5 separate regions of the Mus musculus genome follow, and regions 1, 2, 4 and 5 are each linked to region 3. A link is a contact called in public Hi-C and HiChIP or PLAC-seq data. All regions are on one chromosome and are shown on one strand. Each heading gives the region's core, a stretch centred on a gene start, on an enhancer-like site or on the middle of the called end of the contact. The rest is flanking DNA. Distances are from core to core; before and after follow the strand shown. Region 1 overlaps Gm33843 (a long non-coding RNA gene). Region 2 overlaps Gm33843 (a long non-coding RNA gene). Region 3 overlaps Gm33782 (a long non-coding RNA gene). Region 4 has its middle 120 kb from the start of Gm33843. Region 5 has its middle 78 kb from the start of Gm33843.

Region 1 (4,662 bases), core at 293-2,792, 210 kb after region 3:
GTGTGCCTCGTGATGCATGTGGGGGAATGACAGAGAGGATAGACCTTGGAGAAGGTAGACTTTGTGTCTTCATATGCAGCATGGTACACCTGGGTGCTGTTTTCTGCATTTGCCTAGTGTTTCCCTCGATGGAAATCATGCATAAGCAAATACAAGTTTGTATTATGCTCAAGTTGTCCCTAGATGTCATATATGCGTATTCACAAGCAAGCACCACAGGAGAGCTGTGTATGCAGTTATAGCTCCGTATGCAGATTCCACACAGCAGGATTACTCCTGCATCCGAACACTGATGGCCGTTCACTCTGTGAGCTCAATATCTATTTTTTTATGCAACATTAAGCAGGATTGGATGAACAAGAGGCAGTTTTATAAGCTCATGCAGGATCAATTTTATCAAGAGCAATAGTGCACTGCTCAAATGTGATCCTAGGAGATGAACTTCCATGCTCGTTGTAATTTTGATCAGTATCTACATCCACTAATTCTACGGAGGGGTGACTAGATTTCTCATGTTTTTCTTTAGTCTTCCACACTGGAAAAAGACAATGAAATCACATTTTTAAATTTATTTTAAAATTAAGACTGGAGCGCTACTGATAGGAGGAAGTGGATGTTCCCAGGGTCTCCTGGTTAACAGTGATCTTTGGGCTTTTCATCTCTTGGTTTAAGATACCAAGCATAGGCAGGCCTTGTTTTGTGTGGTTTTAATATACAGGAATCCTAGTCACCGTGACTCAGTTAAGTAATACCAGTCCCTTTACAGCATGGTTCATGTTTTTAATTACCATGACCTATTAGCTGTAAATAATTGTATAAAGTTCAAACTTTATCACCAGCATTTCGGTCCCCAAATCACTGTGTAAATCTCAGAAGCACAGACACACACTCTGATCAGAACGTTTGATGTTTGTCAGGGAGTGGCTGCTGAACAAGTTATTCAGTTCACAAAGAGACAGCAAAATATGTAGTTATGCTGTCTTCGCATCAGCCAGAGACTAAGCCACATGATTTTGACAAAAATGGATAAATGAGAAAGGGGATTGGCCAACCAGAGGGAAAAGGCACCAACACACAGCGGAGTGTGAGAACAGGCAGCAGTGAGTGTGAGAACAGGCAGCAGTGAGTGTGAGAACAGGCAGCGGTGAGTGTGAGAACAGGCAGCAGTGAGTGTGAGAACAGGCAGCGGTGAGTGTGAGAACAGACAGCGGTGAGTGTGAGAACAGGCAGCGGTGAGTGTGAGAACAGGCAGCGGTGAATGTGAGAACAGGCAGCGGTGAGTGTGAGAACAGGCAGCAGTGAGTGTGAGAACAGGCAGCAGTGAGTGTGAGAACAGGCAGCGGTGAGTGTGAGAACAGGCAGCGGTGAGTGTGAGAACAGGCAGCAGTGAGTGTGAGAACAGGCAGCGGTGAGTGTGAGAACAGGCAGCAGTGAGTGTGAGAACAGGCAGAGGTGAGTGTGAGAACAGGCAGCAGTGAGTGTGAAAGAGTGCTCTGTGAAGTCAGTGGAAATGGAGTTGCAGGATCCACAGCTGACTCAGGGGACTAAGTGAAAGTAACTTATCATCATGAGTGAGGAAGTGTTTGTTATACACATGCATGCACACACACACAGATAGATGATATCAGCACTAGAGAAACTACATTAAAGAAACTCTAGAAGAGGGAGACTCTTCCCCAGTAATGATTTGATTATCTAGTACCAAGTGGTCAGCCCTAAAACCATACATACATGCACATGTGCACACTCGAACACACACAGCACATGCAGATAGATAATAGATGATAGATCAAGAGAGAGAGATACATATTAGCAACACTAAGTGAACTTAGCAGGCTATACTGATATATCTATATTGTTACATATATATTGATTGCAGGATATTGATTGCAAAGAATAAAGTGCTAGACACAAGGACAAAGAGCCACGTGATTCTGAAGTGAGGCAGAGAACGGCTCTGCCTACAAAGCATAGGTTACACAGTGAGAACCAGATAGATGCTATGCAAGTGACTCTTGGTAAATAACCTCATCAAGAAGTAAGACTTCTGGTTCTGTGTCTCTAATGTTTTAAATCACACTACAGTAAATAAAGATCCACTTTTTGTACTTTTCCATACATTTCTAACCCACAAAAAGAAGAAAGTTATACTACGCTAATGTCACACTAATGTTAATATAACACTAACAATAGTGTTTACACAGGAAGTTTCAAAGGACACATAATTATCAAAGCTTTTCCACTGATGGTTTTGTGTGTGAGAGCACTGTGTTCACAGTCACGTGTGTGTGTGTGTAAGCATGCGTGCAGAGGCCAGGGGTTCACATCTGGTGTCTTCCTTGATCTCTCCCCCACTCCATTTTTTTTAAGAGTTATTTTATTTTATAAGCAGGAGCGATGTGCTCACATGTATGTCTGTGGACCATGTGTGTGCTCATTGCTGGCTGAGTTCAGGAGAAGACATTCAATCCCCTGGAACTAGAGTTATGGTCAGTTGTGAACAACCATGGAGATGCTGAAAACTGAACATGGGTCTTTAGCAAAACCGACGTCTGCTTGTAACTTGCTGAGCTGAGCCATGTCTCCCAACTCCTGCCCTACTCTTTTGAGACAGGGCCTCATGTTGAACCTGGAGCACACGATTTCTGGTAGCCTAACTGGTCACTGAGGCACCCAGGCTTAAGCTCTATATACGACCACTCTCCAGCCATACCCATGGTTTTAGGTGGATGCCGGGGATCCAAATGTGAGTTCCTATGCTTTCACAGCAAGCTTTTTTACTGACTAAGCCATCTCCCTAGCCCCTTTGTATTGATGAGTACGATACCTGTGTGTATTTCAGCTTATTCTGTGCTATGTTTTTGTAACTGTCCCCCAAAGGCCCACGTGTTAAATTTTTTAATTACTCGACTGGAGATACTACTCTGTGGTTCAAAGCACTGTCTGATACTTCAGAGCACATGGGTTTGATTCCCAGAATCCACGTGGATATTTACAACCATCTGTACCTTTAGCCCTAGGGGATCTGGTACCCTCTTCTGGCATCCAGGAGCACCAGGCATTCAGATGCTATACAAGTATACATGCAGGCAAAACACCCACACTCATAACATAAAATTAAGTATTGGTCCCAGCCTCTGGTGCTGTTGGGAAGTGGTAGAGCCTTTAAAAGGCAATGCCTAATGGAAGGAAGTTAGGTCATGAGGATGTGTTTATGCAAGGGACTTTAGAACTCTAGTGTCATCCCTCTATATGGTTTTTTTTGGTGGTTTGAGGAGAAGTGTTTCCTGATTTTTGTAAGTATTTTGTTTTGTTTCTAGTTTTTAATTCTTTTAAAGATTAATTATGTTTAAGTATGAGTATGGGGAGGGGGTTATATGTGAGAGTGCAAATGTTCACGGAGACTACAGAGGTGTAACATCTTACAACTAAAGTTATACGTGAGCCACTAATGTGGGTACTGGAAACTGAACTCAGGTCCTCTGCAAGGCAGTAAGCATTCATAACTGCTGAGCTGTCTTTTCTGACCATTTTGTTTTGTTCTGTTTTGTTTTTTACATAAAGTCCAAATTGTGGAATTCTCCTGCCTCAGCCTCCCAAGTGTTGGCATTATAAGGATGTACCACTACATCTGGATTCATTCATATTCTCTCTCTCTCTCTCTCTCTCTCTCTCTCTCTATCCCTCCCTCCCTCCCCCCCCCTTGACTACAATAACATGAGTGTCTTCCCCTGTCATATACACCTGCCATAAAAGCTGCTCACTACACAATGCAAAGCTATAGGCAAAACACTTAATGACCGAGACCTCCTTTCTCCTTGAGTTTCATGGGTATTTGTCACAGCAAGAGTAAGCACTTTTATCACCCACATGACCGTGTCAGGTGAGCGGCTCTGGGTGCAACCCATGAAAAATAGAAGCTTCCAACTATCAAAAGTAATACTACATGTGGTAAGATGCTAGCTTATAAAAATACCATGTTTCATTCCGCAGACCCAAAGAAGCTACACAACAAGGAAGGCCCAAATGAGGAAGAGTGAATCTCACTTAGATGGAGAAATAAAATCGTCAGTCTTAAGGCAAATGGAGGGAGGGAACTGGGAGGGAGGGGGTATGTGGAAGGTAATGAGGGATTCAGGAGCAGGTGTGGGGAAGGAGAGGAGAGATGGCTAGATGGCCATGAAAATGAATGGAAATCTGAAGCTGACAGGGGTGAGGACGTAGGGGGCTTCTCCAGGATGAGACAGAGATCTGGGATAAGGGTGGCACCCACGAATCAATTCAGATGACTTTAGCTGTGACTCACTACATTGGGGATATGGAATTCTTCAGAGGCCACCTCCTGTAGCCAAACAGGAACCCCTTTGGAGCAATAGAGACAATAACCCACCCATAAAACTTCCAACCCAAAATTTATCCTGTCAACAAAGAGTGTAGGCGCAGGGGATAGAGCAGAGAATGAGGGAATAATAACTAATAATAACTAATAACTGGCCCAACCTGAGACTCATCTCACGGGCAAGCACCAGTCCCTAACACTATTAATGATAGTGTGTTATGCTTGCAGACCGGAGCATGTTGCCCTGAGAGAGGCTCCACCCACCAGCTCACTCAGAGAGATGCAGACACCCACAGCCAACCAGTGGATGGAGCTTGGAAACT
Region 2 (4,346 bases), core at 1,432-3,931, 240 kb after region 3:
TGGAGAGATGACTTGACAGTTAAGAGCATCTACCGCACTGGAAGAGTACCTGAGTTCCGTTCCCAGCACTAACTTGGGCAGCTCAACTGTCTGTGACTCCAACACCAAAAGGAGCTGATTCCACTGTCTTCCTTGGGCATCTTCAATCATGTGTGCATACCCACCACATAACTAAAAATAAGGGAGGGGTTTTGTTTTTGTTTTTTAAAAGAAAACACATATAGGGCTTTCAGTGTCACAGGAACCCAATACATGAAAGAGTGATCAGGTATTTCACAAGACCCCAGACTGGATGGTAGGAACTCCAGCTTGGGATCTAGATCTGAAAAAGCTTCAAAGAACATTTTCAATGTGGCAAAAAAAAATGATCAGGTAGGCTACCATCTTCCTTTGAATGCAAAACAAAACAGGACAGGGTGAAATTTTCAATTCCCTTCTCTCCTATTGCTGTTTTTTTAATGTACCCAACCCAGCCCTTAAAGACCCTGAATTTCGTGCCTCCTGGATTCAGCACATCAAGCCTTTTCTAGCTTTGCTGACAGAGCAGGTCTTTTGTCTTCAAGTCCTATTGGATTACAGAGATTAGTGGACGTGTTTCCCAGAATCAGCCTATCAAGGGCTTTAAGATGCACCAACCAAAAACCTGAGCAGAAAATTGTGGAACTTAGCACCACCTCATTGGCCGCTGGGAAGCAGACTATAATTACTCCAATCTTAGTATCATCTTCTGCCACTGTGGCTCAGGAATGTTTTGCCCAAATCAGAGAAGTCAACAGCTCTGCAATGGTGAGCAATGCTGGGTGATACTTGTGTTCTTCTGAGTCATACAGTTGAATCCTCTAATGAGGGAAGAGCCTTTGCTCAATGTTCAGTCACTAAAATGATGGAGTTGGAGGCAAGCTTAAAAGTAAAAACAAGTTAAAAAAATAAAATAAAATTGAAAAAGCATGTGCCCAGGCTGATGTTATCAGGAGAGAGTCTCAATGGAGGTCTCCACTGGGCCTCTCCCCTCAGAGACCAGAGAACCCCATGGAAGAGCGGAGAAAAAAAAATATAGGAGTCGGAGGGGATGGAGGACACCAAGAGAACATGGCTCATTGAATCAACTAAGCAGCGCTCACATGAGCTCACAGAGATTGAGTGGCTAGCACAGGGCCTATAATATAAGGGTCTGCAGCAGGACCTTGTGTATATGTTATAGTTGCTGGCTTGGTGTTCTTGTTCAGTGGACTCCTAACAGTGGAGGCTGGGTATATCTCTGACTCTTTTGCCTGCTCTTGAGACTCTTTTTTTTTCCTCCTATTGGGTGACCTTGTCTTTCCCTTTGTCTTACTGTATCTTGGTTTATCCGGTCTGACTGTTGTCTCTAAGAGACCCCCTCTTTTCTGCAGCAGAAATTAGGGGGAGCAGATCTGGGAAAATGGAGGTGAAAGGGAGAGCTGGGAGAAGTGGAGGGTGGGGTGCATTGTATAAGAGAAGAATCTACTTTCCATTTAAAAGAAGTTCACAAAATGGTGCCTGCCTTTAATCCCAGCACTCAGGAGGCAGAGGCAGGCAGATTTCTGAGTTCAAGGCCAGCCTGGTCTACAAAGTGAGTTCCAGGACAGCCAGGGCTATACAGAGAAACCCTGTCTCAGAAAACAAACAAACAAACAAACAAACAAACAAAAAACAAAAAAAGTAAAATAAAAAGTAGAAAGAGAAGAAGAAGAAGAAGAAGAAGAAGAAGAAGAAGAAGAAGAAGAAGAAGAAGAAGAAGAAGAAGAAGAAGAAGAAGAGGAGGAGGAGGAGGAGGAGGAGGAGGAGGAGGAGGAGGAGGAGGAGGAGGAGGAGGATGATGATGATGGGAGAAAAAGTCTCCTTATAGAACTTTCCCTTGGCAGAAGGAAGCTGCTCAGTCCTGGTTGCAAGATCTCCTGGAGGCAGAGGCAGGAAGGCTAGACCTCCTTGCCCTCTTTCAGAACAGCCCTGGTAGGTATTCCAGTTTGGAGAGGTTTATGTAGGATACAGGTTGACACCTCTAGCACTTGGTCTTTTGTCCTGTCTTGCCAATTGCTCACTAGTGTGGCTTCCCATGAGCACTCCTCTGTTGAACACGTGCACACCTTTGCCTCTCACTCCCTGGGACTCTCAACCTGAGACAGGGTCATAGGGAAAGTCCTGGACCTCTCAATAGAGTGGCTTTGAAAGGATGAAGAAAATTATTCTGTCGAGAAACTGTACTCAAAAGTTCTCTGGGGCAGGCAGGATGGCTCAGTGGATGACTCTTGGTGGAAGGAAAGAGCAGATCTCCAAAAGTTCTCTGATCTCTACACAGGATCCATGACCAGAAAGTGGCAAGCATGCACAGGTATTCTTTTGAAAGAGAGTTTTCTGCTAACCCTGTAGCTGTTTCCTAGTAATCAGATGGGTGAATATTTGGACCTCCAATGGAAAAATAAACGGAAAGGGAAAGGGGACGAAAAGATTAAAAGGGGAGGTGCAGCTTATCAGAAGATTGCTTGTCTAGTATGTGAGGGTATCTGAGCTTGACCCCGGGCACTGGAAAGAAAAGGTGGGTGGGTAAAGAAGAGAGACTGAGAGATGAAAGAAGAGAGATGAAGAGAGATGAACGAAACGACCCAGAAACCCCGTCTCTGTCACACTTTCCCACTCTGAGGAGCACTTTTCGTGTTGTTGCAACAGCTATTTTTAGAGTCTAAAAGGCCACTGTTGACTGCCTATGGGGCTCACTAATTCACGCTTGTGGTGTCTAGATCTCAAAGCAACACTGCAAAGGAAACAGTAATATCAGAGAGGCTAAGTGATCCACCCGAGACCTCAGTGAGTGAAAGGAGATTGAAGCCACCGTGGCCTCTACATCCCTTGATGTCTCCTCAGGGAATCAGGGTTCTGCTGATCCAAAGAGGAAAGCAAACTGATACCAGGTTTGAGGGATTTGGGAAGGTGTTGCCTGAGATTCGTTTCCTAGCAAGTAATAGAGACTCAATTTAAACAGGATTTAAACAGAGAGAAGAGAACTTCCTACAGAGATGCCGAGAGGTTTTACAGGACAGAAAAGAGACCCCATCTTAAGGAGAAGAAAGCAAAATAACAAAACCAAGATCATAGGACGAGAAGAAAACAGCAGTATCAGGATTCAGTTTTCTATCAGTTGCAGTACAATAGGGCTGGCTTCTTAGTCCCAGGAAGTAGTCTTGGATAAATATGCTACTTATTATTCAGTCCTGGACCAATCACCACCACAAAGATCTGAGTTACAATGTAAGAGGCTCGTCTCTGCCACAGACATTTTATGACTAAAAACAACAAAGGGAAGACACTATTCTAGAAAAGGAGCTGGATGGAAGGGTATGTTACCACATCGCCTTATTTCGGTGGTATAGGCTGGTGTTTACTGTGTAATGCTTTGGTTTTCTTTATCCCCTCACCACACAACTCAGTGATTCATTGAAAAAAAAAAAAAACATGGCAGTTGAGGTTTAGCTTAAAAAGAAGCTTGGCTTACACCCTGCTCATTACAGATTTTCTTCTTTGGACGATTCGAGGGAAATGGAGTTTAAAAGATAGGACAGGAAGCAAAAGTCAGGTCTAGCTTGCAAGGTAAATTCTCCCTTACCAATGCAGGAAATTAATTTCCTTTTGGCCATGATGACTGAGGAAGATTGAATAGAAAGAGACGAGATGAAAAGGCTTAAGATACATTTTTTTTTTCTAACCTCGCTGTGCATTAAATCCTAAGAGAAATTAATCAGGCTTGTGCTTCCAATGGAATTGAGTTAAAAATCTGACCAATTCTTTGTTCACATAGGAGTCCACATGTTTGCCTTCCACACTGGTTAGAAAGGGGCTCCCAGGGGGAGCCAGGGTCATTCTCACGGCCCTACCTGCAAACCTAGTTCCAGACGCACTGTCAAGGTACACAAGGTACACAAAAGCACAAAGGTGGCCTTTCTCTCTGTGCTCCAGAGAAAGAGTGAGGTTGAAAGTGACCATTTGTTCCCTCTGTGACATGCATGTCTGATATTATGCATGGACATGCATAACTCTCTGAATTATGCATGAATTAGGCCCTACTCTTGTTCAGCAACAGCTGGATGAATTTTCCCCTCCAGATGCCCAGCTGCACAGTGACACATCCCCCAACACACGGTTGTACTACATGTACCCCCACACATAGATACCAGGGTCAGTGGCCCCCACTCCAGTTTACCAGAACTCAAGGACCATGACAGCCAGGGCAATGTGTTTTGAACTGAGTCGATTTTCAGATCTGAAAACGTGTTTTCTTTTCCTAGTTCACTGCTGCCCTTTACCCACAGAACAAAGAGACTAGCCAGCCAACC
Region 3 (4,574 bases), core at 1,234-3,733:
CTTCAGCTCGCACTTCTCCTTCGTCTTTTGTTGGGTTTGACTTTTGTAACAATACCCATTGTGCCCAGTGAGTGTCTGCTGTCAGCTGGCTCTTAATGAACCTGAAAGGCATTGAGGTCCCCAGCAAGCCAAGATGCTGAATAGTGGAGTCTCAGTTGAGAAAAAAAGAAAACAGCCCATAGCAAATGTTTGTTCTCTGATTCATTGTCACAGATCGATCGGCTGTACATTTTCAACAACTTAAAAAAATGAGGACGCCCAAAGTTCTTAAAACTTTCTAGAAATGGTTAATGTAGCATTTGTGGACCATGGTTGTATGTTAGGAAAACCCAAGAAGTGTTTCACTTCCCCAGTGCCCTGGCTACAAACTTCTCTAATTCAACCAGAATCTTTGTGTTTAGACCTGTGTAAGTCCTGTGTGTATGTATATACATTCCTGTGTGTGTGAAGATGTGCTTGTATATATCCTGCCCATGCATTTCAGCATCTGCCCTAAATCATCACAGCAATACACTGGTTTTGAAACACGATCTCTCAATGAACCTACAGCTTGAGGATTCAGCAAGAGCGGCTGGCTGTCCAACAACCTTCGGGGGATTTTCTTTGTCTTTGTCTCCCCTGTGCTAGAATACCCATATAGATTATTGTCTTGCCTAGTTTTATGTAATCTTCACACAAGCTAGAGTCATTGGAGAGAATGCTTCCTTTAGATCAGGCTATAGGCAAGCCTGTAGAACATTTTCTTAATTAGTGATTGAATGTGGAAGGGCCCCGTTGTCGTTGATTACCACCCCGGCCTGGTGGCTCTGGGTTCTAAAAGAAAGTAGGCTAAGCAAGCCATTGGAAGCAAGGCAGTAAGCACTACCCATCTGTAGCCTATGAATCAAGTCCTTCCTCTGGGTTCCTGACCACTTGGAGTTTCTGCTTTGGCTTCCATGGACTCTGATTCAGGATGTGTACGTCAAATAAACCCTTTCCTCCCCGAGTTGCTTTTGGTGGTAGTGTTTCACCAAAGCAAGATTAACTCTAAGGCAACTGTCTTATCACTTCTCACAGGGGCTCTAGGCATCCAAACTCAAGTCCGCTTGCTTGTATAGCAAGCACTTTAACAACTAAGCCATCTCCCCAGCCAGCACTTTAACAACTAAGCCATCTCCCCAGCCCCGTGCACTGGGATTTTTTTAAACACTCGCGCATTCTAGACTGCTCATTCCCTTCTGTTTAAAGGAATAGCTCCATTATCAGAAAACAATAATTCAACTCTTATGAAATCCCATCCATGGACATGTTAAAGAGATGTGGAAAGGGCTTTGTTCAAGTTACACACACATTTTTACCTGCCCGCTATCACTTTAAAACTTGGATGGATCTTCATTTAAAGAAAAGGGAAGTCCTGATAAAAATGGTAGTGTGCAGTGCCTCTTAAAACACTAGCACTTCAGGACCTTGTCACTGGCTTATCTGAGGGACAAAGAGCTGGTGCAGACTCTTTAGAAGGGGCTATAAGCTTTCTGGTTCTCCACAGACCCTTCCAGTCCTCAGCCTGTTCCCTACCAGGCAGCACTCTGGATATCTGTTTTTGACTCAGTTCACAGAAGTCTGTCAAAGCTCAGGTTCCTTTGTCTCTTCCGTATCCCACACAGGAGATTCAGCATGTGCCAAAGAGCTGCCTTTGACCTGAACGCTCATGCCATCCCTTCACGTCTCTGGTATTGGAAAGGTTATCAGGTTCCTCTCTGAATTCTACTCCAGCTCCTTTCCCCCACCCCAGAGGCTTTGTTCTGTGCTTTTGCTTTAAGAATGAAGACAAAGCCTGACGATACATCTATTCTCCTAAGACTCTAGTTCCTCAAGGCTGAGTGCCAGCTCCCTGATTTGTTTCCCGTCCAGAGCTGCGAATACAGAGACCGCCAACAGGGCAAGGCCATTTTGCTAATGACCTTCGTAGGGCTGACTGCACAGCCAGTCAACAGCAGATCTGAAAATAGAACTCAGGACTTTCAAATCATTGTTCTGCTTGCTGGGCTGTATTTCCTCCCATAAGGGCCTGGTTAAGCAACGTCCTGTTTTGCACAAGCAGAAGTCACAATACACATATGAGAAACTGGACTGGACACAAGGATCACAAGACCGCACCCACCCTTAGGAAAGATGGCTCTGTAGCATGAAGCAGTGCGATTTGTTTCTAGTCCTGCCGGTTTGGGTTGCAAGCGGGCTCACAGCTGGTCAAATCATTGACTTTGCAGTATGTGGTGTTTTAGGAATTTTCAGAGTGCCAAGTGTCAGGTATTTGCCTGACAACACACCAAAAAGACATTTATGCAAGTGACAGAACAGTGTCGTAAGGTGGCCACCAGCTTGGGAATCACTGTGTTTGTGGTGCAAGTGCCATGGGAGAACCAGAAGCTTGGTGGCAGATCATTCTTTTAGGGTATTCCTTGTGGCCTGTAGAGGGCAGATTGAAATCGCAGAGATGCCCCTAGGCACTGTAGTCATCCTGGACTTGGAGGCTGAGGCAAGAGGACCTCGTGATCAAGACCAGGCAGTTCCTTTATTACCTCGAGCTGCCTTAAGGGAAGGAAATGGGGTGGGGGTGGGGGACGACGAAACAGAACAAAACAAACAAACAAAATGACTGGAATTGTCAAAAGTCAATCAATAAGGGAGTTTTATTTGGGAGCTGACAGCAGGATTACGTACAGTCCAGAACACAGGTATACAGGTGGCCACTTGCATGTCCTGAGAACAAAGGAAAGCCTGGGGGGTTTTAGCAAGCAGAGAAATCTACACATGAACATACCTGGTCCTTCTCACTGCCTGTGGGAATGGCAAGGTCTGATGGATGGGTGGGGCAGTGGGTAAAGCTAGTTTGAAGATTGTAGTTGGCAGTTACGCTGTTAGCTACTAAATAAATCAAGTCTTGAACATGCCCAGGGTGTTCCTTTGGACTGTTTCTGGAAGATTGGATCTGGAGCAGGCATGTATTGGTATGATTTCCCTTCCTTGCCTCCAGCCCCCGCCCCCCTCCACCTTAGTGGGGTGTGGTAGGAATGCTTACAGAAGGTTGGGGGGTGGTTTACACTTCCTGATGTTCCTTCAAATTGTTGAGACCTCTCTGTTCCATGCTAGCCCACGTAGAGGGCTTGCTAGCCCTTCAGTGATCTTCAGTGTGTTCTTGGAGAGCAGAGCCTGAGGATGCTAGCTGTTTTTGCCTCTCAGTCAAGCTCCTGGCCGCTCCGCAGGACATAACAGAGTGGATTCCAGGACCCTGAACTAGCTGTAGTACGTGAGCCCTGGATCTATGTCTCACACCTGCCAGACTTGAATCGAATGGCTTTGTGTCTTTGCGTCTGTTTGTTAGTCTGTAAGACAGGCGCGGCAACAGCTGGTAAGACCTCGGAGTCATTATGAAATTGAAATGAGTTGTTATTCATGGATTGCTTCAAAAGATTCTAGACAAAGATAATAGGTTTAGTTGTAGGCAATCAATAAACGACCTAGCAACGGGAAACAACTGCAGTTAGCTATGTGGAACAGGCCGAACACACCACAGGACCCTCCTTCCTTCTCTCCTTCTTTAGAGAAGCCTGCTTTATAGTTCAAAAGTGGGCCCTTGAGATCTCATTCCTCATTGCTCCATACTACAGATAGAGCAACTGAGGCACAGGGAAATTAGGTGATTTATTTATGTTTACCCACCAGGCACGTGACAGGATGGAAGGACAGGGCACTGTATGTACTGATGTCACTCACGGTTTTGCCATCGTTGTGCCAGTTTGGTATTTATTTCCTAGGAAAAAACCATAGAGGAAGCTGCTTGTGATGTTCTTCAGATGCTTAGATAGAATCGTTTACAGACACTTTGGAAGCAGCAAAACATGCAGAAGTACCCATGGGCGGTGATGGCAATGACTAATGCACACATGAGGACTCTTACTGCAGCCTCACTTAGCATATCAAACGGCGTTAAAAATAATAATTAGCCTTGGGAACCCAGAACAAGAACACCCAGTCATTTTGACACACCTAACTGCAATTTGATCTGTGTGTGTGTGTGTGTGTTTCACCTACTCATAGCGGCAGCTGTTCAAGAAACGAACAAAAGACTGTGTGGAAAATGGCAGCGTCAGGAGGTTGTGCTTTCTTTGTTAAAACATGGGAGATGGTGTGTGTGTGTGTGTGTGTGTAATTATTTCCTTGAATGTGTACATGTATACATACATATATATTTTACAGATTTTTACATGTCCTTCAATAGCTTCCTTAGCCATAACTATAAATAGAAATGATGAATGACATTTTTTTTTCTTTCTCAAACCTCAGTTGCTATAACCTAATGTCATGGAAAGCAAATCAAACTGGAGGCTGGGAAATGGAGAATCCGGCCCTTGCTTCTCCATCAAGTACATCTTTGGAAGAGGCCTGGGGAGTTTCTCAGTCTATCAGGGCCACCAATGTTTCAGTCTGAAAACACTACTTTAGTTTGTCATTACCTATACAAGTCCTAATATCTTTTATGTCCTTTCCAAGGAACTTTTATAATAATAAAGAATTTATTTCTGACAGGGGAGGGG
Region 4 (4,745 bases), core at 280-2,779, 150 kb after region 3:
CATTAAAATGTGGTGGCGGTGTGTGCTATTTGCCTGTATCTAAATATACATCTGCCTTCCCTCATGCCCTCTGGAAACACTGAAGGATGGAGGGTGATTAATGAGGAGAGAAGTCGTTCGCCTGTAGCTCTGCTTCTTCAGGCCTCTGTTGCTAAGCCTCTTGGTCTTTAAGGGATTCGGGATGTTAGCTGCAGGTCACGGTGGCCCATTTCTCCACATACTAATGTGGCAAGCCTCCAATGATGGGGACATGAATAAAAAGCTGCTTCTGGCCCAGAAGAAAAAAAAAATGGTCGGATCCAAATTTGAAGTTTCCAAAAAGGCTTTAACAATCCTTTAAATTAGATAGATGCGCTCCTCCACCTACTCGTTCTGAATTCTGGCCATATTTATTTCGAAAGAACCAAAAAAAAAAAAAAAAAGGCGCTATTTTTTTTCTCCCAACAGCCCAGTTTCAGAGTCTTCTGCCGTGATTACCTCAGTCGCTGAAGCGTCTGCTTACCTCACTTCAAGTTGGAAAAACCCACAGAAAGGAATGATTTTTTTTTTCTGGAGGGGAGTGGGGAGAAGCAGCAAAAAAAAATGAATGAAATCCGAGCCATACTCGGGATCCTCTCTGCCCACCCCGGCTTCTGAGGAGAGAAGGATGTTTTCCTGAGAAGCCAGCTCCAAGCCATAAACCTGGAACACATCGAGCTTTTTCTTCGTGCTAATTGGCACTTACCTCACCTAGGGGCCTCTGCCAAGGAGACTTGAGGGGTTTAATGGGGGGAAAGGAAGAAAGGAAAGAGCCCAGAGTCCTGGAACACAGTACCAACCACGTGGGATCTTTTGCTGGAGGGCTTTGCAACAAAGTGGCCTATGTGCCCGCCCTGCCCTCCAGTTTGTGGGGCTAACGCTCAGACCCAGACCGGGGCCTGAATGATAACTGCTTGGTGTAATTACGAAGACAGCTTGAAAACTATGCTCCTCTTTGTTCTGGCCTTCAGATGAGGCTGTCTGAACGCAGTTTGCGCCAGCTTTATTTCAAAGCGCTTTTTCTTTCCATATTTCAAAAGGTCAGTGTGTTTACTGGTGGCCAAAAAAGAAGCTGGTGTAAGAGAAAGAACCTCGTGTAGCTGAGTGGCAGGCAACCAGAAAGCGGAGGCAGGGGGCTGGCTCTGGTTCTGTATGTGCCTGGAGAGGAGACAAGAGAACCCTCAAGTCTTGACCTCTCCTTTATCACCGTTCAAAGACAAGGGGGTGAATGGGAACTGTAGTCTTTTGTGGGGATTAAAAGAGAAAACTAATTCTTAAAGTCTGGTTGTGGAAGGAGAAATGCAGGTATGCTTAGTAAAAACAATGTTATCAACTGCTAAGCCAGAAAAAAACGTCCACTTCAACTCCTGGAGGTGAGAATGCTTCCTTCTTTCAAGAAAGCAGGCTTGACAACCTGGCCACCCTTGGGAATTTTGAGACTGTTTTCTGTCAAGGTAAGTTAGTGCCAGGAAATAATAGCAAACCACAAACCCTTTCGCAGGTCTCTGGGTTGGCAGTCTGAGACTAACGCTGTTACTTAGAAAAATAAAGCTGATCAGACAGACCACCACCTGCCCATCCATAAAGCATTTATGCTTTCGTTGTGAATATTTGAAAACAGTGTCAGGCTCCAGCGACTTCGACTCAATGCCTACGTCAAGTATTCTTTGTGGCTCATTTTCTTTGAAAAGTCCCCTGGACTTGCTATAGAGTGAGCTCCTGACAGAAGGAGGGGAGCAAGCTGTAAACGTCGTAGAAAGAGGAGATGTCAAAACCAGGTGTATTAGGGTTCAAATCTTCACATCACCACTTACAAGCTGTGTGATTTTTGGCTAATGCACTTAGCCAATGTGTGGCTTAGTTTTCTTGTGTACAAATGTAGGTGTCTCACAGTCTGTTCCCAGGAGGGTTCATCAATAAGTATGTGTGAGATGTATAAAGCTGTTCCCCTTGCTCTGTAAACATCTCAATGTTAGGTAATGTTGAAAAGCACACCTCTCTTCCAAATGGAATTCTATGCTAGGGAAGAGCCCCCTTGCCATGTGCTACCAACAGTCTTTAGACAATCTGCCTCCAATAGAAGTAAAAGGTAAAGTTGCAAACGCCAGGGAATGCCACTTGTTTGTGAAGGAGAGAGAGGCAGTAGTAAGAAAGAACTGATGAAACTGCTCAAAACCCAATCTCCTGACTACTCTGAATTTCCAGGCTCCTGTAAAAGGTTGTAGCAAAATGGGTCGAATTCTCCAGAAGTCACTTGGGAAAGGTGCGATAACTCCAGAAGGAATGGAGAGAAAGGGGTAGGGCAGAGTTTAGGAAATGAGAGCTAAGATGTCTAGAGACCCTTTACATTGCATTTATCACCACATTAAGCAAACATCGTTACCGCCATTTTACTGTCAACCAAGGCTAGGTTCAGGTAGCCTATGGGAACTTTCTGACTTTTTTCTAGGAAGCTGTATGGCAGGATTTGAATGTTTTTCCTCTTTCCTAGGAAAACTGCATAGAAAGGTAGCCCGAGGAAATGTCAGAAGGGCAGGTTGCACTATGGTCCAGATAACCTGTGACTTCATGGGCAGTCTTAGCAAGAGCATTTACTAATGTTTCTTCTACGCTACAACCCATCACACCCCCCACCCCCCGTCCAAGTGAAGCAGCCTCGTAGGAGTCTCTGTTTTAAGAAAGAGGGAGTATGTTGTTGTTGTTGTTCTGGAAAGTAAGTCTGATGATATTTGAGCCTGTCTGTCCTATATTTGCTCATACATAAGGTTTTTTTATGTTCTATCTCCATGTATTTTTTTATTAGATTTATTTATTCCCTTTACAACCCTATATCAGCCTTTCTTCTCCTCCCAGTACCCCTTCACGCCCCTCTCTGGGTGTCAATCCCCCCCCCCTCCAGCACTGGGGTTGTGGGACTATGTGCATCTTCTCCCACTGAGGCCAGACAAGGCAGCCAGGGAACAGGCTCAAGAATAGCCCCTGCTCCAGTCTTTGTGGTTTGCCAGTGTTTTGTCCTTTGAGTTTTTTGATCTTAGCCATACTGACGGGTGTGAGGTGGAATCTCAGGGTCATTTTGATTTGTATTCCCCTCACGACTAAGGATATGGAACGTTTCTTGAGGTGCTTCTTGACCATTCAAGACTCCTCTGTTGATAATTTTCTGCTCTGTACCCCATTTTTAATTAGGTTATTGGGATTGTTGTTGCCTCACTTCTTGAGTTCTTTGTATATTTTGGATATTAGCCCTCTGTCAGTTGTAGGGTTAGTGAAGCTCTTTTTCCCAAGCTGAAGGTTGTTGTTTTCTCCTGACAATGGGGTCCTTTACTTATAGAAGCTTTTCAGTTTCTTGAGGTTTCATTTATTAATGCTTTATGTGAGTGTCTGAGCCATTGGAGTTCTGTTCAGGAAGTTGTCTCCTGTACTGATGAGTTCAAGGCTATCCCCCTACCCCCCTTTCTGTTCTTCTGATGTGCCTGGTTTTATGTTGAGGTCTTTGATCCTTTGAAATTGAGTTTTGTGCAGGGTTATAAATATGGACCTACTTACATTCTTCCACATGTGAACAAGTTGGACCAGCACCATTTGTTGAAGTTGTTCTCCCTTTTTCATTGAATGGTTTTTGTTTCTTTGTCAAATATCAAGTGTCCATAGGTATGTAGGTTTATTTCTGGGTCTTTGATTCAATTCCATTGATTCACCTGTCTGTTTCTATACCATTTGCACACAGTGTTTATTACTATTGCTCTGGAGTACAGTTTGAAGTCAGAGATAGTGGTATCTTCAAAAGTTCTTTTATTGTTTAGGATCATTTTAGCTATCCTATGTTTTTTGTTATTCTGTATGAAGTTGAGGATTGTTCTTGAAGAATTGTGTTGGAATTTTGATGGGAATTGCATTGAATCTGCAGATTGCTTTTAGTAACATGGCCATGTTCACTATATTAATCCTACTTATCCTTGAGCAAGTGAGATCTTTCCACCTTCTGATATCTCCTCAATTTATTTCTTCAGAGACTGGAGGTTCTTGTCATTCAGATCCTTCACTTTCTTGATTAGAGTTAAACCAGGTATTTTATATTATTTCTGGCAATTGTGAAGGTTACAATTTCCCTAACATCTTTCTCAGCCCATTTATCACTTGTGTTGAAGAGGGTTACTGATTTCATGGAGTTAATTTTGTGTCCAGATACTTCACTAATGGTGATTATTAGCTGTAGGATTTCTCTGGTAGGATCTTTGGGGTCACTTATGTATACTATCATATCATCTGTGAATAGTGACACTTTGACTTCTTCCTTTCCAATTTATATTCTGTTGATCTCCTTTAGTTTTCTTACTGCTCTAGCTAGAACTTCAAGTACTATATTGAAAAAGATGTGGGGAAAGTAGACAGCCTTGTCTTGTTCCTATTTTAGTGGAATTGCTTTAAGTTTCTCACCATTTAATTTGATGCTGGCTATTAGCAATTGACTATATTATGTTTACATATGCCCCTTGTATCCCTGAATTCTCTAAGACTTTTAACATGAAGGGGTGTTGGGTTTTGCCAAATGCTTTTTCAGCACCTAGTGAGGTGATCATGTGATTTTTTTTCTTTCAATTTATTTATCTATTGGATTATATTGATGGAATTTCATATATTGAACCCCCTGCAACCCTGAGATGAAACCTACTTGATCATGGAGGATGTCTATGATGTGTTCTTGGATTCATTTTGTGAGTATTTTA
Region 5 (4,242 bases), core at 7-2,506, 190 kb after region 3:
TTTTCAAGTATGGAAAAATGACTGATGCAGAATTGTATAGCTAGGCAACATATCCTTTAGGAATGGGCGGGGGGGGGGGGGGGGGAAATCAAGAGATTCTGAAATGTAGGAAAAACTAAGAAAAATTGCCAGCAGCAAGCCTTCTGTAAAAGAGTGTCTTGAGAAAAGTCTCCAAACCAAAAGGAAATGATAAAAATGTAGACCTTGAAGTGTTGGGAAAGAAAACAATATCTTTTAAGAGAAGCAAAATATTACTCTTGAGTTCTCTAAAATACGTTTGATGGTTACAGAAAAAGTGTAACTGTCTCATATCATCCTAGGCCTGCGCTGAGGAAATGTTTAATTTAAAATATATAAAACAGATGAGTCACAAAGGAAGAAGAAAACATTCAGAATTTCCAGCATACTCCCAGAAGTTGTACGTGGTCTTTGCAAGTTGGCAGGCTACAAAAATGTACAGCAAAAGGACTTAATGGGGACTGCGTATGTGATTCATGAACGCCAAGATTAAAACTGAAACATCATTTGCAATCTATTAAAAATAACGTTGCTGGGTATGCACAACTCGTGTTCTGAAAAGCAAAATGCTGAGGAAGGCTGTCAGAAGAGACCCAATTAGATGGAGAGACACAGCTTACATACGTATGTACTACCTGATTGTGCGTTACAGTAAGGATGTCAGTTCTCCCAAACCAACAAAGGCACAGATCTCATGGCATTCCTATCAAAATCCAAGCAACAGCTCTGTAGATGTAGAAAAGGTTTTTTTTCTAAACTTTACATGGAATGGTATAAGAACGTGGGAAGTAAACCAATTTTAAAAAGAACGTTCAAATCAGAAAAATAATCTACTTGATTTTAAGATGTCATAAGGCAAAAAAAAGACTGTGGCACTGGCTGGTCAAAGAACATGTAGATCAATCGAACAAACCAAAAAAAGCCAGAAATAGAACCTTGAAAAGAAAAGCCCCAGGAGCTTTGATTGAGGCACTGAGCAAGTCTCCTGAATCAAAGACATCGTTCTCCGCAAGGGTACTGGAGAGACTCAACACCCATGGGTAGAAATTCAGACTGTTGCCTAACTCTCATGCTTAAGGATTAACTTGAAATACGTAATAAATGTGTATGCAAAACAAGAGCTTGTACAACCTTCAGGCAGATGCATAGCAAAGAAACTTCAAGATCTTGGTTTAGGTGAAGAGTTGTCAGATGGGAAACCAAAAGGAAACCTCACAGTCATCGGCAAAGGCAAACCAAGAGCCTGGAGCCAGGCAGATCAGCACACTCATGTAAGCCCAGCTTTCAGAGAGTGGAGGCAGAACAATTACGTTCCAAAGCCAGCCTGTTCTACTTAGTGAGACCAGATGCTGTCTCAGAAAGAAAAGCAGGGAACAGGGAGGGAATTGAACCTAACAAAAATGTAAGCCTTTACTTCTTCTATAGAAAGCCTGTCGTGGAATGGAAAACAGAAAACAACAACAAAACAAAAACATGAAGATGTGGAGAAAGTAGCTGCAAATCACTTAGTCAACAGCAGACCTGGATAAAGAATGTTTGAAATGTAACAGCAAAACCAGTTCAGAGATGCACACCTGTAATCTCAGCTCTGTGGAGGCTGAGGTGGGAAGATTGTGAGTTTGGAGCCAATTTTGAGAACATAGGGAGAAAGAGAGACACAGACAGAGACACAGAGAGAGAGAGGGAGAGAGAAAGAGAGAGAAGGAGGAGGAGGAGGAGGAGGAGGAGGAGGAGGAGAAGAAGAAGAAGAAGAAGAAGAAGAAGAAGAAGAAGAAGAAGAAGAAGAAGAAGAAGAAGAAGAAGAAGAAGAAGAAGAAGAAGAAGCAGCAGCAGCAGCAGCAGCAGCAGCAGCAGCTCCCAGTTTAAGTAGCATGTGGGCAAAAGATATAAAGAAATATTTCACTGAGAAAAATATGAAATAGTAATTAAGCATATGGAAAAAACCCATGAAATTGGAATCTCTGTGAAGTCCCTATGTTAACAATGTAACAGTTTGTAAAACACAGCATTCTGGGAAACAAATAGACCGACCTTACTGGTCCTGGTGTTGAATGTGTACTCTGCAAAGCCTTTGGTGTATGCTATCACGTTGCCTGCAGACAGCCCTTTGAGAAAAGAATGGTAAAGAAACACAGTCAACATTTTCTGGCTAAATGATAACTGACTGCATCCTGGATGGTTGAATAGCTGGGAAAAGAATCAGTAGATCAAGAAAAACAATATAAAGCATTTTAGGTCACAGCACCTTTAGAAGCATGAGGCCAAGGGAGCCTATTTTAAATTCCATCACATTACAAGTTTAAAGATATCAGGCTAGGGCAGAAAGGTCCAAGAAAGCAAAAGACCCAAAAAACAAAAACAAACAACAACAACAAAAAATAAAAACAAATGAGTTATGTCTTAATTATGGGCACGAATGTCAGGACATACACATGGCTCAGTAGGTCAAGAATTGAGTTCAGATCCCAAGATCCATGTAAAAATCTGGAGTCCTTACCAGCACCTGTAAACCAGCCCAGGGGAATCAGACAGTCTGGACCTTTAGGCTGCATGGCCAGCAGCCCAGTGTAAGTTAGCTCCAGACAGGTAAGAGGCTCAGCCTCTGTAATAGTAAATAGTAAATAATAATAATAATAATAATAATAATAATAAAATGTGAAGGGTGATTGACATCAACTTCTAGGATTTGCTTACACACATAGGGGTGAGTAAATACACACACGCTCACACACACATACATGCCCACACTCAGGCACCAGGGCACACACATAGCCCAGCACCATAAGTATCCTGTGTTTGGAGGCGGGGGAGGGGAGGGGGCGGGTATGTGTAGAGTAGCACATAACTCTTGGAGTAAGCACGCACCAGCCCCCTTCACTCATCTACTTCTGTTCATTCTCTCATAATATGCTCATTTGCAAGGCTGCATTCCTTTGATCCCTCAGACAGCTGGCTGTCCACACCTGACACATCATCTCTTTGTTGGCAGAGTGACAGGGACTATATGATAAGCCTTCTGACAAGGAGGCCTCTGAGGGGGTGGGGGGGACCACATCTGCAAGCATGGCCGTTTGCCTGCCTTTGACCCCTGACAAGGATTTGAACTGCAGCTTCAAAGTGTCTGTCCCCTATATTTTGATCAGAAGTTGCACACTTGACCTCTGACCTCCATGTCATCTCTGACTCCAGCTCCCAACTTGGCTTGGACTGTCCCAAACCATCTGCAATCCCCCTGGGGTCTGCAAAAGCTCCCCTACTCACTCCGATCAGCTGTTGCTCTCTTTGTTCTCTCTGTGACCTGGCCCTGACAACTAAAACCTCCCCAGCCCCTAACAATAGTGGGCCTCTCCACAGGGCTGGTGCCATCTTTTGATCGATTGCTAATAAATATTGTTATGAGTGTCCATTTATCAAGATGTTAGCCATGGTGCTGCATTCATTGTTCCGTGTGATGTTGAAGGACCACATGAGAAGGGTGCTATTGATCCCTGTTTTGGGAAATTAAGAAACTGATGTTCAGCCAATGGAAAGTTATTTCAAGTTCACACTGCTCAGAATGACCAGATTTAAGGTCGCCCTGCATTTTCTGTTTACTGAAGAATCTTCACTTATGGCACGGGGACATGCATGTGGACTTGGGAATAAAATGAATTTACTGTGAACAAGGAAAAAAAAAAGTGATTGTTTTAAATTTTAACGTTTAACTATGTCTTTTCCTTAGTACACAGTTCAATTCATGGTCAGACTTTAAATTCCTTTCAGCTCTACTTCTTGTCTAAGCACAGTGGTAATAGCTCTGTATGTGTGTGTGTGTGTGTGTGTGTGTGTGTGTGTGTGTGTGTGTGTGTGTGTGTGTGTGTGTGCGCGCGCGCGCGCACCCGGCAGCCATTAGTTTTTGGAAACAGGGTCACCCACTCTGGAACTCAGAGTAGATGAGGTTGGTTGGCCAGAGAAGCTTCCCCCGCCCCCCAGGAGTGGAGAGAATTTGCTACCTCTGCCTCCTTGGCGGTAGGATAACCTGGAGCCACCACACTCAGCGTTTCTAACATGGGCTCTGGGGATTGAACTGAACCGTAGGCGGTCCTACAATAGCCAGTTCCATGTAGTTTTGAGAGGCTGGAGCAGGTGGAAGGTGGCAGTTCTTCACCTCGTCCCTGACACTCAGTTTAGGACATTAGTGGAAATGTCTGGTATTTACCTGCACAATTTAAACACGCTTTGGAG

The links. Hi-C and Micro-C count contacts between places; a contact is called where the count stands out from the background. HiChIP or PLAC-seq counts read pairs in DNA pulled down with a chosen protein or histone mark.
Region 1: an H3K27ac HiChIP or PLAC-seq map of bone marrow-derived dendritic cells shows a contact between it and region 3, with 4 times the contacts expected there. The contact joins two enhancer-like sites. A contact is called at or near these places in 5 of 484 Hi-C or Micro-C datasets (B cells, bone marrow-derived macrophages, liver and 1 more), 3 of 115 datasets of contacts at active chromatin or transcription factors (bone marrow-derived dendritic cells, bone marrow-derived macrophages and pancreatic cancer cells) and 1 of 9 other capture datasets (bone marrow-derived macrophages).
Region 2: an H3K27ac HiChIP or PLAC-seq map of regulatory T cells shows a contact between it and region 3, with 3 times the contacts expected there. The contact joins two enhancer-like sites. A contact is called at or near these places in 1 of 15 datasets of contacts at CTCF or cohesin (pro-B cells), 2 of 484 Hi-C or Micro-C datasets (both in bone marrow-derived macrophages) and 3 of 115 datasets of contacts at active chromatin or transcription factors (CD8 T cells, pancreatic cancer cells and regulatory T cells).
Region 4: a Hi-C map of B cells shows a contact between it and region 3, with 2.6 times the contacts expected there. The contact joins two enhancer-like sites. A contact is called at or near these places in 1 of 15 datasets of contacts at CTCF or cohesin (pro-B cells), 6 of 484 Hi-C or Micro-C datasets (B cells, CD8 T cells, ECoMG-derived neutrophils and 3 more) and 2 of 115 datasets of contacts at active chromatin or transcription factors (bone marrow-derived dendritic cells and regulatory T cells).
Region 5: a contact with region 3 is called in a Hi-C map of regulatory T cells, with 2.3 times the contacts expected there. The contact joins two enhancer-like sites. A contact is called at or near these places in 6 of 484 Hi-C or Micro-C datasets (B cells, CD4 T cells, epidermal suprabasal cells and 3 more).

The regions. Positions count from the first base shown.
Region 1 is chr10:96,539,484-96,544,145 of GRCm38.p6, forward strand. The region is part of intron 3 of Gm33843 (a long non-coding RNA gene); the gene reads right to left. Among named protein-coding and RNA genes, the nearest start is that of Gm33843, 57 kb to the right of the region's middle. Within about 2 kb of position 1,543, at least 7 of the 459 cell types and tissues checked have an H3K27ac peak or open chromatin away from gene starts, as enhancers often do. A contact at or near this core is called in bone marrow-derived dendritic cells and bone marrow-derived macrophages, where this site is marked.
Region 2 is chr10:96,566,965-96,571,310 of GRCm38.p6, forward strand. All of the region lies in intron 3 of Gm33843 (a long non-coding RNA gene), which reads right to left. Among named protein-coding and RNA genes, the nearest start is that of Gm33843, 30 kb to the right of the region's middle. Within about 2 kb of position 2,682, at least 25 of the 459 cell types and tissues checked have an H3K27ac peak or open chromatin away from gene starts, as enhancers often do. A contact at or near this core is called in CD8 T cells and regulatory T cells, where this site is marked.
Region 3 is chr10:96,330,973-96,335,546 of GRCm38.p6, forward strand. The region is part of intron 2 of Gm33782 (a long non-coding RNA gene); the gene reads left to right. Among named protein-coding and RNA genes, the nearest start is that of Gm33782, 24 kb to the left of the region's middle. Within about 2 kb of position 2,484, at least 117 of the 459 cell types and tissues checked have an H3K27ac peak or open chromatin away from gene starts, as enhancers often do. A contact at or near this core is called in B cells, CD8 T cells, bone marrow-derived dendritic cells and 2 more, where this site is marked.
Region 4 is chr10:96,479,817-96,484,561 of GRCm38.p6, forward strand. No RefSeq gene overlaps it. Among named protein-coding and RNA genes, the nearest start is that of Gm33843, 120 kb to the right of the region's middle. Within about 2 kb of position 1,530, at least 84 of the 459 cell types and tissues checked have an H3K27ac peak or open chromatin away from gene starts, as enhancers often do. A contact at or near this core is called in B cells, CD8 T cells and regulatory T cells, where this site is marked.
Region 5 is chr10:96,518,290-96,522,531 of GRCm38.p6, forward strand. No RefSeq gene overlaps it. Among named protein-coding and RNA genes, the nearest start is that of Gm33843, 78 kb to the right of the region's middle. Within about 2 kb of position 1,257, at least 8 of the 459 cell types and tissues checked have an H3K27ac peak or open chromatin away from gene starts, as enhancers often do. A contact at or near this core is called in regulatory T cells, where this site is marked.